Regions from separate parts of the Ovis aries genome. Here region 2 is linked to region 1. A link is a contact called in public Hi-C data. All regions are on one chromosome and are shown on one strand. Each heading gives the region's core, a stretch centred on a gene start, on an enhancer-like site or on the middle of the called end of the contact. The rest is flanking DNA. Distances are from core to core; before and after follow the strand shown. Region 1 holds the start of KLLN (killin, p53 regulated DNA replication inhibitor). Region 2 overlaps RNLS (renalase, FAD dependent amine oxidase).

Region 1 (7,088 bases), core at 1,896-4,395:
AATTAAAGCTAGTTTATCATGTTCACTAATTATTCTATATGGTTACTTTCCCTGAAGCTTTATAGAATTCTCCTTTTGTTACAAGCTTCTATTTCTCACAGGGCAATCTGAATCCAATCAGGTAGAACTGAAGTGTTTAGAAACCAATGTATTGTAATACCTGTACAGCCAAAGAGATACTTGGCAGTTGAACTTGAAATTAAAAAAAAAAAATAACACTTTCTGTATATTAGATAGGGTCACCTATTTAGAGGTTTCAGCTCCACCACCTGGGTAAGGAGATCTCTGGGGATAGCAGGACAGAGTGAAGAAAAACAAACAAACAAAAAAGGATTTCCTCCAGGAACACACTTAACACTGGGAAAGGTAAGAAATTTTTACTCAGCAGCTTCTAATAACCACCTGATATTGCCATCAGGTTGGTCAAATATCTGCCAACGTTGGTGGTCCTTAAACTCACCATGAAGATGAGTAGAGGGACCTGATGTTTAGAGTAGCAGCAAAACTCATTTTCCAGTTTCTTCCTTCAGCAGATAGAAGTGCTTGTGGGCCAGTCTCATATTCCAGCACATTAGTGCTGGTGATGTACACCCTCTCTGCTCCAGAATAGCTCTGTGCCACAGCAAGGAAAAGGATTCTTTCCTCATACCTAACACCCAACAGGGCAGGACTGAATCCACTTTCTTCCCAGGGAGTGGATTTCAGGACTTCTCAGATGCTGTGAGACTCATCTTCACATAGGGAGTGGGTAAGGAAGAGCAGTGCTAATAACTGAACTCTGGAGACAAGATCAGAAACTGGAAAAATAAACATGGGACACTGTACCCCTCTATAATCACTTGCCTTCATTTAACTTTATCTTCATTTTCCCTTTCCTCATCAAGCAGTAGTTGATAATCAATTGAATGCCACTCTCAGGATCTTGCCATGCAATCTAGTGGAACATCTAAAAATCACGGACTTCTTGTTTTTATTTATAAAATAGAGAAATCTCTGGTTTACATTAGGCTGTGTGGACAGGGCTTTCATCTTTGGAAACCAAATGGAGGCCTTTCTCCTGTTCTTCCTAGGTTGCTCTCCATTTCTTTTTTCACTTGTGGCCCCTCCTTCCCCCAAGCTGACCAGGACCATGCACAAAACCAGGCTTCAATAAATATCAACACTGAAGATTCAGCAGGTGGCTATCTGAGGGACAGCGGAGCCTGGTGGGCTGCCGTCTATGGGGTCGCACAGAGTCGGACACGACTGAAGTGACTTAGCAGCAGTAACAGCAACTCCTGTAGGGCTATCTTAGAAGGATGTTGCATATAAATTCAAAGTTTCATGAAGCCTCAGAGATCTGTTAAGAGCAGTGTAAATATCCCTGGTTTAATTAGTAGTGCTGGAGTTAGGTAATGGTCTGTGGCGTCTAAGCAAGCTCTCTTGAGGTTTCTAGTCTTCAGGGGCTGCCTGCAACTATGATGTGCTCATGTGTCACTTTCTTTGTCATACACTGAGTAAATTCTCTTTAGACCTTCCCTAGCCACATATTCACAATTACTGCAGTACACATGCAAGCTGATCCCATTCTCAAGATCTAAAAAAACTACCAGTGCCTCAACCTGGGTATCAGCTTAAATTCTTTTGGACTCAAATTCTCCTTAAGTTTTACTTCCCAGGGGAAAGAAAGAATTCCTAGGTTGGTATTGATGCCCTCTTTCTCTCCAAGCAGACGGTGGACAACTCATTTTACAGGCCGATCAATGTTGGGGTAAATGCACTCTAGTTCTCAGCGTTTCTGAACCAGCTCTTTCGCGGTTTAGGTCAACCAATCCAAACTGTAAGCAGACTTGACAAGGTTGTTCTGGGCTGAAGGCCATGGACTAGGTTCTCCGACCAGATAAGTCACTTGGCTGAGTCTACAGTAGGTGGGGCGCGCTCATCAGCCCGAAAGTATTGACTGAAAGTTTGTCGCAACGTCGTTGAATTCACGCAGCGGGCTGCTGCAGGAGATACCCTTTTGCCCCGCGAGTACAGCACCAGAAAAGTTACGCCCTAAGGGGCAGGGCGCTAGCGAGAAAGATGCGACAGACCCCTGAAATCTAGTCCCTTCTCCCACGGTTGGGAAGGCAGAGCCAGTGATTCCAGAGCTCGGAGTCTCAGGTTTCGGTCCTCTAGCTTGCTCTGTGGGTAGCGGGCAAAGGGTGCGACCAGCTTGGGAACCCTCGCTCCGAGATCTGTAAGAATCAGCGGCAGCAGCCAAGGTGAGGGAAGGCGGGGGCACGTGCTTGGATGTGGGTGCTTGTGTAACCAGCTCCTCCGGCGCCAGCCCCGACAGCGCTCCAGTAGGAGGCTCGTCTGAGCCTGTTCTTCCACCGAGACCCAGGAGGCTTTGGGGTCCCGCTGCCGGTGCAAGGCGGGAGCACTCTGGGCAAAGGAAGCGAAGCATTTGCCTCTACAGCTATCATATGGGAGTGGGAATTTGGAAAGTTCCCCAACTAGAAGTACACGTGACCTCCTCCTGAAAGTAGTTCCGACTGTGGCCCGCGTATCCCTCCACCTCCTTTTGAACCCTCCTCGGCTCCGCCCACTCACAGGGGCTGCAGCTTCCTACAATCACGTACTTCGCCCTCCCGCGCTGCAACAGGGGTCTGCGGCGCGCACTCCCCAGCTAGGGGGAGCGCAGAACCTGGCTCCGGGGCGATTCACCCAGCGAGGTTTTCACAGCGGTCCAAAAGGGGCGGGTCGAGGAGCCTCTAAGGATCGAGCTTGAATTGGAGTGGTGAACTCAGCTGGAAACCCCAGGGGAGAGATTCTCGGCTCTCCAGGGGGAATGCAGGGCGCATTCCCTCTTTGGGGATCCGCTTTCAGCCCACCTGGACAGTTGCCTTTGGGGATCTAGAAATTCAGGGGCGATGTGCTCACACTCAGCGCGCTCTGCTAGGAGCTTTCATTTTTAGGGCAAATGAATCGAGTAGCCGGGGGAGCGGGAGGTGGGGCGGTGAGAGGGAGCCGGGTGAGGTGATACACACTGGAGACACAATAGGGGGTTGTTCTTTGTACTAAGACTGACACCTTGAGGACACGGGCGGGGATGGGTGGAGAGGTGGGACTTCTCGGCGGAGGCTCCTGCAGTCAAATCCCCGCGAACGCTTATGATCCGACATCGGTACAAAAGCAGAGGAAGGCTGCCGGCCGTGCCGGGGAAGTCTGGGCGTGGGGGGAAGGGTGTCCTCGCTGCACGGGCTGTCCCTGCGTTTCCCTGAACACTGACCAGCGCGGTCACCTGGTCTTTTCCACCTGTGCGCAGGTAGTCTCACCCTCAAGTCAGTGAGACAGATGAATAAACCTGCTTCAACCTTCACCGCGCTCCTTCCCTCCCCCCGCTGCCCGCCCCCGCCTGCCCACCTTCGCAATAGTTTACCCTGCCTCCGGCTGGGCACCGGCCGTGGCTCAGCTCGTTCCCCCCACCCTGCGTTGCTGCAGAAGAAGCCGCGGCAAGTGCAGTTACAGGCGGGCGCCTCGCAACAAGCCCGATCTAGCACTAGGCAGTCATACTGGGCATGCTCAGTGCGCCTGCAGGTTGGGGACCCGGAGCTGCACCTTCTGCCGCCTCCCTACAGTCTCGGCCCTGCCCTTCCCTCCCTTGGCGCGGTCGGGTACGCCTCCCTCCTCCCCTCGGGCTCCCGAGGCGCCCGGACTCCCGGCGCGGCGGCGGCGGAGGGGGCGGGCAGGCCGGCGGGCGGTGATGTGGCGGGACTCTTTGTGCACTGCGGCAGGATACGCGCTCGGGCGCCGGGACGCGGCTGCGCTCAGATCTCTCCTCTCGGAAGCTGCAGCCATGATGGAAGTTTGAGAGTTGAGCCGCTGCGAGGCGAGGCCGGGCTCAGGCGAGGGAGATGAGAGACGGCGGCGGCCGCAGCCCAGAGCCCCTCTCAGCGCCTGTGAGCAGCCGCGGGGGCAGCGCCCTCGGGGAGCCGGCCGGCCGGCGGCGGCGGCAGCGGCGGCGTTTCTCGCCCCCTCTTCGTCTTTTCTAACCGTGCAGCCTCTTTCTCGGCTTCTCCTGAAAGGGAAGGTGGAAGCCGTGGGCTCGGGCGGGAGCCGGCTGAGGCGCGGCGGCGGCACCTCCCGCTCCTGGAGCGGGGGGGAGAAGCGGCGGCGGCGGCGGCCGCAGCTCCGGGGAGGGGGTCGGAGTCGCCTGTCACCATTTCCAGGGCTGGGAACGCCGGAGAGTTGGTCTCTCCCCTTCTACTGCCTCCAACACGGCGGCGGCGGCGGCGGCACATCCAGGGACCCGGGCCGGTTTTAAACCTCCCCTCCGCCGCCGCCGCACCCCCCCTGGCCCGGGCTCCGGAGGCCGCCGGAGGAGGCAGCCGTTCCGAGGATTATTCTTCTCCCCATTCCGCTGCCGCCGCTGCCAGACCCCTGGCTGCTGAGGAGAAGCAGGCCCAGTCGCTGCAACCATCCAGCAGCCGCCGCAGCAGCCATTACCCGGCTGCGGTCCAGAGCCAAGCGGCAGCAGAGCGAGGGGCATCAGCCACCGCCAAGTCCAGAGCCATTTCCATCCTGCAGAAGAAGCCCCGCCACCAGCAGCTTCTGCCATCTCTCTCCTCCTTTTTCTTCAGCCACAGGCTCCCAGACATGACAGCCATCATCAAAGAGATCGTTAGCAGAAACAAAAGGAGATATCAAGAGGATGGATTCGACTTAGACTTGACCTGTATCCATTTCTGTGGCTGCTGCTCCTCTTTGCCTTTCTGTCACTCTCTCTGATAACGTGGGAATAGACGGATGCGAAAAAATGTCCATAGTGCGGGTGACATTTAACCCCGGTCGGGTTTCTAGATGTGTATTTTGTGTCTCTTTTGAATGCATTCCGCCTAGGGTGTGTTCGGCTAGACGGAACTCTTGCCTGGTTGCAAGTGACAAGGCACCGATGGGTCTCTTTCTAAGGGCTATTGTCCGCAGAATCCAGTACACTGTTAGTGGATTAGTGAGCTCGGTAATCCGGTCTACTAAATGAACAGAAAAGTAGGTGCTTTGAGCTTGAGCATATTTCGATTAAATCTTGGCTTTAGGCCCTAGATCAAGGGTATAGATCAGATTAAAAGGAAAATTAGTGTTGCACGTACGGCTTATTGCATCAGAATCATGCAGTGATTGTTTTTAGTTTCCTGGGTTGCATTGATAGATTCTTTTAAAATGTGAGTTGTGAACTGATTTGCATAACTTTAGAGAGAATCATTTTAGCATATATGGTGCTCATTTGAAGGCAAAAGTAGGTTTATGTGTTAAAACTAAGTTAATTACAACTTTGAACCGCGTTTAGAAGTTTAGCAGTTTGAAATCAATAGTCTTTGATACTTCTCAAAGACGCTGACTAGATTTTGTTAAATTTGCTTTTTTATTTTTATGGTCTCTTTAAGATGATGGAGAATAGGACATGAGATGTACAGTTCAGTAGCATTGTAGATTCAGTGCTCTTCTGACAGGTAATAGAATGGAGATTGAGTGGTTTTTGATCTCAGATGATAATGTTATGTAGGTTCAAGGGTATTGTGTGTAGCAAATGGTGATTGCAGAGATTAAACTTCAGTTTCACTTAAAATTTAAGTATTGATTGTGATACTTGAATTGATACTCAGCTTTATTTAGGTTTCAGGTCCTGTGACACCTTTGGGTATCCGTTAATTTTACTCTGACTTGTGTAGAACATCAAATATAATTTACCAGCTGATAACCAGAAATGCTGGCAAGAGTGGATTTACTCCATCTTTGGATTGTAGGTGTGTTCGCTTTTTTCATATGGTGTATTAAATTTACTGAGTCAGCTTGTTGAATAAGACAGAAACCCAAGAATTTCATTGGGGTACAGTTGGCTGTCTGAAAGTTAGGCTTTTGTATTTCAAAAGATAGTGGTTATTGAAAGGCATGAATCTTCGCAGTTTCAGGTATAATGAACAAATTTTGATCAAGGATAGGAGGTAGAGCCCTCCTTTTTGGCAGAATGGGAAATATGTTAGGAATTGAGAGTCACTGGTAGGCCAGTGTATAAGGCATGAAAAATAGGATTAAGTTATTGGTCTGAGGTGACTGAAGCATTTTATTAAGGTTTCTATTAAAGACAAAAAAATTTGGTGATATGAATTGTAGCAGTGGACAGTACTTAGTTAAAACTAAGCAGTTGTGTAGGTGTTAATAGAGTATACTAAAAAAAAAATGGTTCCTTAGCAAGTATCACCAAACATTTTGCCTAATAGTAGAGTGACACTGAAGTGCCTGTATCTCTAGCTAAAATCTATGGGGAAGATATTTTTGAAGAAAAATGTTACATACATGAGGAGGTTTTCTTTCTTTGCATTATATATCTGCACATACATATATACATACATAGTATTTGCAGCTGATTTTGCCCAAGTTTCTGATATGAAGTGAAGGTAAAAGTTACTGAAGAAGTAGCTTTACCACACACATAACTTAAGTTTTCTGTTAAGTTTAAAAATAGTATTTTAAAAGAATATTTGGACATTTTGGAGTTGCATTAATTGAAAAAGTACTAAAACAGCTTGACCTGTTTGCCCAGAAGATAATCATGAAAAATACTTAAACTTGGTTCTTCTCATTTGTAACCTATTTCAGAAGTAGTCTATTGGTGTGACTTGACAGTCATCTAGATGTATAGGACCAAATTAATTAAACGTTTAACTTTTTAAAGTAAACCCCCATTCAAAAAATTTTCTAGAATGCTGTTTGTTTGGCAGATTGCTTTTAGTATTCAGAGTATGTTTATGCTATTTTTGCATAAAAATGGTGTTTTTGCTATTTTTGATTTAAAATTAACAGAGTTATAAGACTATCATTATTCTACCAGGTTTTTATATGTGAGCAGTGCGGCGATTAGCCATTTCTCCTTTGATTTCAGGGTGCGTGCCTCTGTGTGTGAAATTTATGTGACTTACAACTTTCTCTAAAACTGTCCTTTTAGTTATGGTATGCATAGAAAGCATTATCATATATTGCATCAAATGACTAATAACACTTAATTTCTAGAGTTGTGGTTTTATTGAGCCAAATGTTGATATGAAAAAAAATCATGTTAGGAAAGTCAG
Region 2 (7,088 bases), core at 1,761-4,260, 410 kb after region 1:
AATATTTTTACACCTTTGTCCATATGTGAGATTGAGTCTTATTTTGTCCTTGTCTGGTTTTGACATCAGGATTGTAATGACTTTATAAAACACATTGACAACTTTTCTCTCCTTTTCTATTCCCTAGAATGGCTATTCAGAGAAGGCGATGGCACCCCACTCCAGTACTCTTGCCTGGAAAATCCCATGGACAGAGGAGCCTGGTAGGCTGCAGTCCATGCGGTCGTGAAGAGTCAGACACGACTGAGCAACTTCCCTTTCACTTTTCACTTTCATGCATTGGAGAAGGAAATGGCAACCCACTCCAGTGTTCTTGCCTGGAGAATCTCAGGGACGGGGGAGCCTGGTGGGCTGCCGTCTATGGGGTCACACAGAGTCAGACACGACTGAAGCGACTTAGCAGCAGCAGCGGAATGGCTATTTGTTAGATGTTATTATTTCTTCCTTGAAATGTTTTGGGAAAAAAAATGTCCACAAAACCTTCTGGAACTAGTAGCCTTTGTGGTATATTTTTGATTGTTGAGTTAATTTTTTCCCCTTACTGGTCATAGGTTTATTCAGTGTCAGTTTCCTCTCAAGTTCATTTCCATAATTTATGCTTTCTAAAAATTGTATGGTGTACCAATCTTTCAAATATATTGGTCTGCAAATGTTCATGTCATTCCTTTATGGTTTTTAAATATTTACTTTTTCTGCTTCAGTGTCCGTGTTCATATCTAGCACTGTTTATTTCTGCCTGTTAAAAAAAAAAATCAGTCATGCAGGAGTTTGTCTATTTAATGACTTTTTTGGAACAACCGGCTTTTCATTTTGTTGATCAGGTGACCAACCATTCATTCTTGACAGCACCACAAGAGTAATTTTTTGGAAACTCAAATCCACTTTCGAAAACCCATCAGTGGCTCACCACACCACATCCAAGGCCCGGCCTCCCAACTGCTTCACCAGTTCATGCCTCCACGCTTAGCCCGTCTGCTCTCCCCTCCAGCAATATCAGATTCCTTCTGGGCCCCAAAATGTCAGCTCATTTCATGCTCTGTGCCTTTGTACAGACTTTGCTTTTTTCTTCCATTATCCACTTAGTCAAAATCTTTCAATTCCAGCTCAAGTCTTCCTCCTTGATGAAGCTTTTCCTGGCCTGTTCGTCCTCTCTGCAGGTAATCACGTACCTCTCTATTCTGTGCCTGATACATGTTCATCTTTTTCATCTACCAGATTGTTCTGTTTACATGTCTGCCTCTGCTTCTGGACCACAAGATACCCTGCAGGCAGGTGCCGTCCACTTGGCATCTTGATTGTTACTAGCACTGTTATTTTAATACCCCATGTCTTTTCCTTCATCAAAATGAAAGATAAAACAAAAAATTGAGAAAATAGATACTATGTCTTTTCCCTCTATTTTAAGAAAGGTCAGCAGCCACACCCTTCAAATAAGAAGCTAACTGAATTAGCTTCACTCTTCCTGCTTTGTCAACATGCACTCAGCACTGAACACCCTGTGTGCTAATATCTTTCACTTTCCAACTTTTCGAACCACTATTTTCCTCTTATAAGAGCCAAACTATTTTATGTCTGGACATCTCCATGCATTTCAAATATCAAGGGTACATATTGTCTTCCTCACAGAGTTTATTTATAAACCTGCACACTATTAATTATAAAGAATGCTAGCATTTCATGACCAACCCCACTACCTTCATATTTAGGCAAACTATTGCAAGTAGGTAATTCAAAGAAAGCTCTGTTTTATCTCCCCTGGTAGCTCAGATGGTAAAGAATTTCCCTGCAACGAAGGGAACCCAGGTTTGATCCCTGGGTCGGGGAGATTCTCTGGAGAAGAACATGGCAACCCACTCCAGTATTCTTGCCTGAAGAATCTCACGGACAGAGAAGCCTGGTGGGATACAGTCCATGGCAGGTCACAAAGAGTCGGACACTGCTGAGCAACAACACTTAACTCTGTTTTAGCTCATAGTTGTTCTCATCTAGAAATTTACACTTTACAACAATCAACCTAGATATGAATACACAAAATAAGACACGTGGTTGTGAAACATGGAAGTCAGAACCTAAAACTGAATCCTAGTTCACCACTTATACATCAAGTCAAAAACGTTAATCACCATTAGCCCCATCAGTAATACAGTGGCCATCAGACTTACCAGGTACTTGTGAGGGTTAGATCACATAGCATAGGGGGAATGCCTTGCTCAGTGCCAGCACCACAGCTCATCAACACTCACCATTTTTTAAGTGGCATGATAAAACAGAATCACCAGTATACTTACTGTTCACATGACAATTTCATATTTACAGCATTATTACCAAGGCATTCAACCTAATTAAAGAAAATCCTACTTCGCTTGAGGCTCTGTTTGCTTTCTGAACTTTTTGGCCTGGAGCAATCGTTTTTGCTAATCCATTTTACTTTCATTGTTTTAGTCAAAGGACAATTAATCAGACACTGGGATTTGGGAGTCTTGAGTCCCATTTTGAGCATGCACAGTCTGGTGACCTTGAACAATCAGTGGAATGATGCTCTTTTGTGAACAATTTTTCTGCCTTGCCCCGAAGGCAAAGCATTCGTCCTATGCCTCCTTTCTGCCTGCTCAGCACTAGGTTGGCAATGCTTGTTACCCCAGATCAGGACATCGATGTTTTAATTCACAAGAAAAATTCAATTCATGGAATATCTCTATCCCTCTTTGAACTGTGGGGGAAAGGCAAGTGACCAAGCCTGAACGTTCAGCGGAAAGCCTTGGCCAGTATCTCTTTAAAGTTACAGCCTTTCCATAAGGCCAGGCGCCCTTTCACGGACACTTCATTTTACTGCTGGAAAGAACACCTTTTCTGCACTCTACACCTCCACCTGAACTGCTCAGTAATTGCCAGTCATTTTGTTTCTCCAATCACCCTCGACAGCTACACGCATATCACCCGTCCCGTTCGTTGTCTAAATCAGAGGGCCAAGGAAAAGTCCCTGTGGGAAGCGTGCAGAGCCAGCAGCTGTGTTGGGCCCAGCCAGCTGAACTTCAGCCTGCTCCTTGGCTCAGCCCCAGGACTGATAAAGCCTTTGCTAAGCTTTAGATTTCCCAGGCTTTTGCGAGCAAAAGGAACGACCGCTTTCGCCTGTCTTGATGGCCTCCCTGAGTTCTTTCGGCCGCTTAACTTCAGTCTTGGGTAGGAAGAGAGTGAGGGGGACCCCGTTGGGGGTCCACATGCTTCCAGCCTCCTCCAAGTTGTCCAGCGAAGGCCGACCTACATTTCAGTGACACTCGGCACCTCAGACTAGGACAGAACGGCCCGGGGAGCCGCCCACCTCTCCTCCTCCTCCTCCTTCCCCAGCCCTGACGGCGGCCAGATCTGCACATGAAGTCCTCTCTTGTCAACCTAATGGCAGGACAGGGCCCCGGGGTTGGGGAGTGGGGTTTATTTAGGAGGAGAGCCCCCCCCAGAGCCTGAGCCTCAGGGTCATCCCACACTGTCTCTCCTCCGGGGAGCGTAGCACTAACCAGGAGGGTGCGGAAAAGTCCACCTCTTGAGTTTGTTCAAAATGATTGTCTTCCAGCCATTGTTTTTGGACCGAACGGTTGCGTTTCTTTAGAGTGGGCAGATGGCAGGATTCTGGAGGTGTAAAACAGCTAAAAAAACAAGATGATTCAAACACAAGGAATATGTATAAACCCTGCTGGATCATCCTGATATTAATCAGGAGAATTGGCTTTTTGTCTTTTCTTTTTTTTTTTGGTTTTCCTTCCAGGATGTTTAAAGTTTTTAGGCTTTCAAAGCTGCACCCCCGCCCTTTTTAAAAAAGAACACTATGTATAAATCGGCCACTTTTAGGGCTTTGGCTGGGAACGCTGGTGTCATTTTTTGTCTTCAGCTTATTTTGAGGACGAGCCCAGTTGAAAGATCTTAGAATAAGACCACTCACTTTGAGTGGACGGAGTAAAGTGAAAATGGAACCCCTAGAGAGGCAAGCTGAGCAAAGCTGGGCAGCCAGGGCTGATGCCATCCAAAATACAGGAACCGTGCCTGAAAGAGATAATTTCAAGTTGAGCTGTGGTTTACCACAGTGTCCTCGTGATCAGTTGAGTGGTCAGATGTCAGGGGTGACTGAAAATAAGTTCATTTTCCCACAGTGAAAGAAAAAAAAAGAACAGTCTTACGCCAACGAAACCCACACATGCACATTTCAGAGTTTGGTTGGAGCAGAAAATGTACCATCATCCTTGTGACTTTTGCGAGGAAAGCTGAAGAAGAAACAACAGCTACTTGTTTTTGATCAGCCTAACAGTTTATCCACCCTACTCCCCCTTTATTTTCCCCTGATGATCACAAGTCACCTTTCATGGTGTAATTGCTTGGCTCCAACGTTGGTTTGATTCAAAAGATCTTCTGGGAGCGAGGGTTCTGCGTTTATGTCATGACATTGCTGGAGGGGAGAAGAGGAGTCACAGGCTGATCTCAGATCGAAGGGTTTGAGATTGCGGGTGGCCAGAACTTCCTCCTTCTACCTCTGGCGCAATCTGGTTTTAGAGTGGCAGCTGCATGCCTAAAAGGCATCTTTTCCCACTGAGTGTGAGCAGGAGGACTCTGGGAATCAAAGCGTTAAAGTGTCATCTGCAATGGGAAAATGGCTTAACCGCAAATGCATCCTGTGCTGGCCTAGTTATGTGTTACTGTGTGTGTACTTTTTTTTTTTTTTCCATTTCAAAACTCTTGTCTTTCATGAACTCATATCCTAAAATGTCTCCTTTCTAATTTAGTGCGAGGGATTCCATCCACGACTCACCACTCAGAACAGGGTGCTTTGTCTCATCACGTCTGCCAGAGAAGCACTGAATATCTCAAAGGTGAAAACCCAGAGCATCAAATCACTGATTGGAAGACCAAAGGCTTGATTTGGAAATCATAGACCAGGCAACCGGAAATCCCACTGTCCCAGTGCCTTTTCTTTCTTTTTGTCTTTTTGTTCCTAATGTCTCCTGACCTGATCTCCCTAATCTCATTGAACCCTGCAGCACCTTGAGCAATTCAGTGGCTATAAAATCCCCTGCCGACTTTGTTTTGGCTGCAACTGCAACCCATATAGGGGAGAATTAAGTGAAGACATCACAGGGCTAATAGTGCGCCTCTGTGCAGTGGTAGCAGATCAGTAGAAAAAGGTGACATCATGGTTATTTCAGAACTTCAGGTCTGCAGTACAAAGCGGCTTCCCCGCTGTACATCAGAGTCAGAACCTGGACTGGAGACAAAAACAACTCTCTCTTTTCATAAATATCTGCTCTGGAGCTCAAAAAATATTCTGAGTGCAATGGCTCAGAAATGGTCTCTTTCCTTGGAGACCCATCGGATTTTCCAGATCCAATCACAAACTTTTAAATAGCATGTCATGAACCTCTCAGCTCATTATTTCTCTTCAAAGCCCTCTGGTTTGCCAGCTTAGAGGCTGTGAAGTGTTGTTTGATGATGTGCTGTACCATAAATAAACGCATAGTACATGCTAAAATCCATCCTTCACTACTCTGGCTTTCCCACCAGGAATACTGCCATATAATCAAGGATGTGTGATTTGTAGCAATTGCTCTAGATTGGGTTTCTTTTCTTTTTTTTTAAAAACACATTCAGTCTGTAATGTAAGTAATAGAACAGATTTATCACATTTATCTAAATCCCATTTTTCTCTCTTCCTGTTCCTGCCCCTCTCTTCCTCTTATGTTTAGGACATTGGCAGAGGGAGGAATATAGACAGCCCCCTTCCTCCTCAAACTAGCAATCACAGTTTTCACCATTCGCTTACTGCAGGAAGTCATCACATTGGATAATTTACCATGTCTCTAACGCCCAGTGTTCCCTCTGATGTTTTGAAGTTGTGAGCAGACAACCATTTCACATGTGTAACCAGCCATGAAGGTTGCTGCATCCAGAGTGGAGGTTACTCTTATAACCAGATAAAGCTCACACAAGCTAATCTGACATGTGTTTTGACTGTTTTTCTTATTGTACGGTAATAGGCAAAAATGGTAAGCAGTTGACCCAAATAACTGTCCATTGTATTGTTTTGTTGCAAATAATGGTGAGATTAAGACGGTTCGAGGTGGGGCAGGGGCAGGGACATAGAAACACATGAATCCTATTCTCAATCAGACTCCTTTCCCTGCACTCATGGAGGGAAATATACAAGGAGATAACAAGGGTGTGTGAAAGATCTTTTTATTCATACCCAGGGCTTGGACACAAACTGATTGCATGACCCAATGAAGCATCGTTAGAAAAAATGCCTTGGCTTGGGCTCCATGCTGTCCCAGGACTAGGACCCAAACAGTCCAGGTCTTGCCACCGAATTTAGGCCTGCTGACTGGCAGCAATGGCAGTTAGAAATGTAGACTTGTGTAACTATCCCCCCACACCCCTACCCCTTAACCCTCCATAGCCAAAACATGGATTATAACCAGATCTTCACTGATTTTTATGCAAGTTCAAGTTGAAGAACAGGCCCAGTTTATTCTGTCCTCCTTCTTTAGATCAGTGGTTCTCAAAGTGTGGTTCCTGGGTCAGCAACACCACTGACACCTGGAAACTTGTTGGCATACACATCTCCTAGGCCCTAACACAGACCTACTGAACCAGAAACAGAGGGCTCTGCCTAGCATTCCAAAGTTTAAAAGGCCCTTTGGGTAACTCTGAGGTCATTGAAACTTGAGAACCACTACTCTAGGTCAAGAGTTCTCAAGCTTTCTTATGCACTCAATCACTTAGGGACTTTGAAACCTCTTGACGCTCAGGCTGAATCAGAATTCAGAATCCCTAGCTCTGAGTGCCTGGCATTAGTAGTTTTTAAAACTCCTCCAGTCATTCTAAGAGGCTTCCCAGGTGGCTCAGTGGGTAAAGAATCCATCTGCAATGCAAGAGACACAGGACAGGCAGATTCTAACTCTGGGTCAGGAAGATGTCTTGGAGGAGGGCATGGCAACCCACTCCAGTATTCTTGCCTGGAGAATCCCATGGACAGAGGACTCTGGAGGGCTACAGTCCATAGGGCCATAAAGAGTCAGATATGACCGCAGTAACAGCACTCACACGTC

The links. Hi-C and Micro-C count contacts between places; a contact is called where the count stands out from the background.
Region 2: a contact with region 1 is called in a Hi-C map of tail adipose tissue, with 3 times the contacts expected there. The contact joins the enhancer-like site here to the promoter of KLLN in region 1. A contact is called at or near these places in 2 of 16 Hi-C or Micro-C datasets (omental adipose tissue and tail adipose tissue).

Annotation. Positions count from the first base shown.
Region 1 is chr22:9,238,242-9,245,329 of ARS-UI_Ramb_v3.0, forward strand. KLLN (killin, p53 regulated DNA replication inhibitor) reads right to left here and starts at 3,146. Exons shown (of 2, transcript XM_027960657.2): 1 at 3,066-3,146; 2 at 1,643-2,589. The coding sequence starts at 3,146. The coding sequence ends at 2,050. PTEN (phosphatase and tensin homolog) reads left to right here and starts at 3,794. Exons shown (of 9, transcript XM_027960248.3): 1 at 3,794-4,699. The coding sequence starts at 4,621.
Region 2 is chr22:9,653,256-9,660,343 of ARS-UI_Ramb_v3.0, forward strand. All of the region lies in intron 7 of RNLS (renalase, FAD dependent amine oxidase), which reads right to left. Among named protein-coding and RNA genes, the nearest start is that of TRNAG-UCC, 160 kb to the right of the region's middle. Within about 2 kb of position 3,011, at least 18 of the 54 cell types and tissues checked have an H3K27ac peak or open chromatin away from gene starts, as enhancers often do.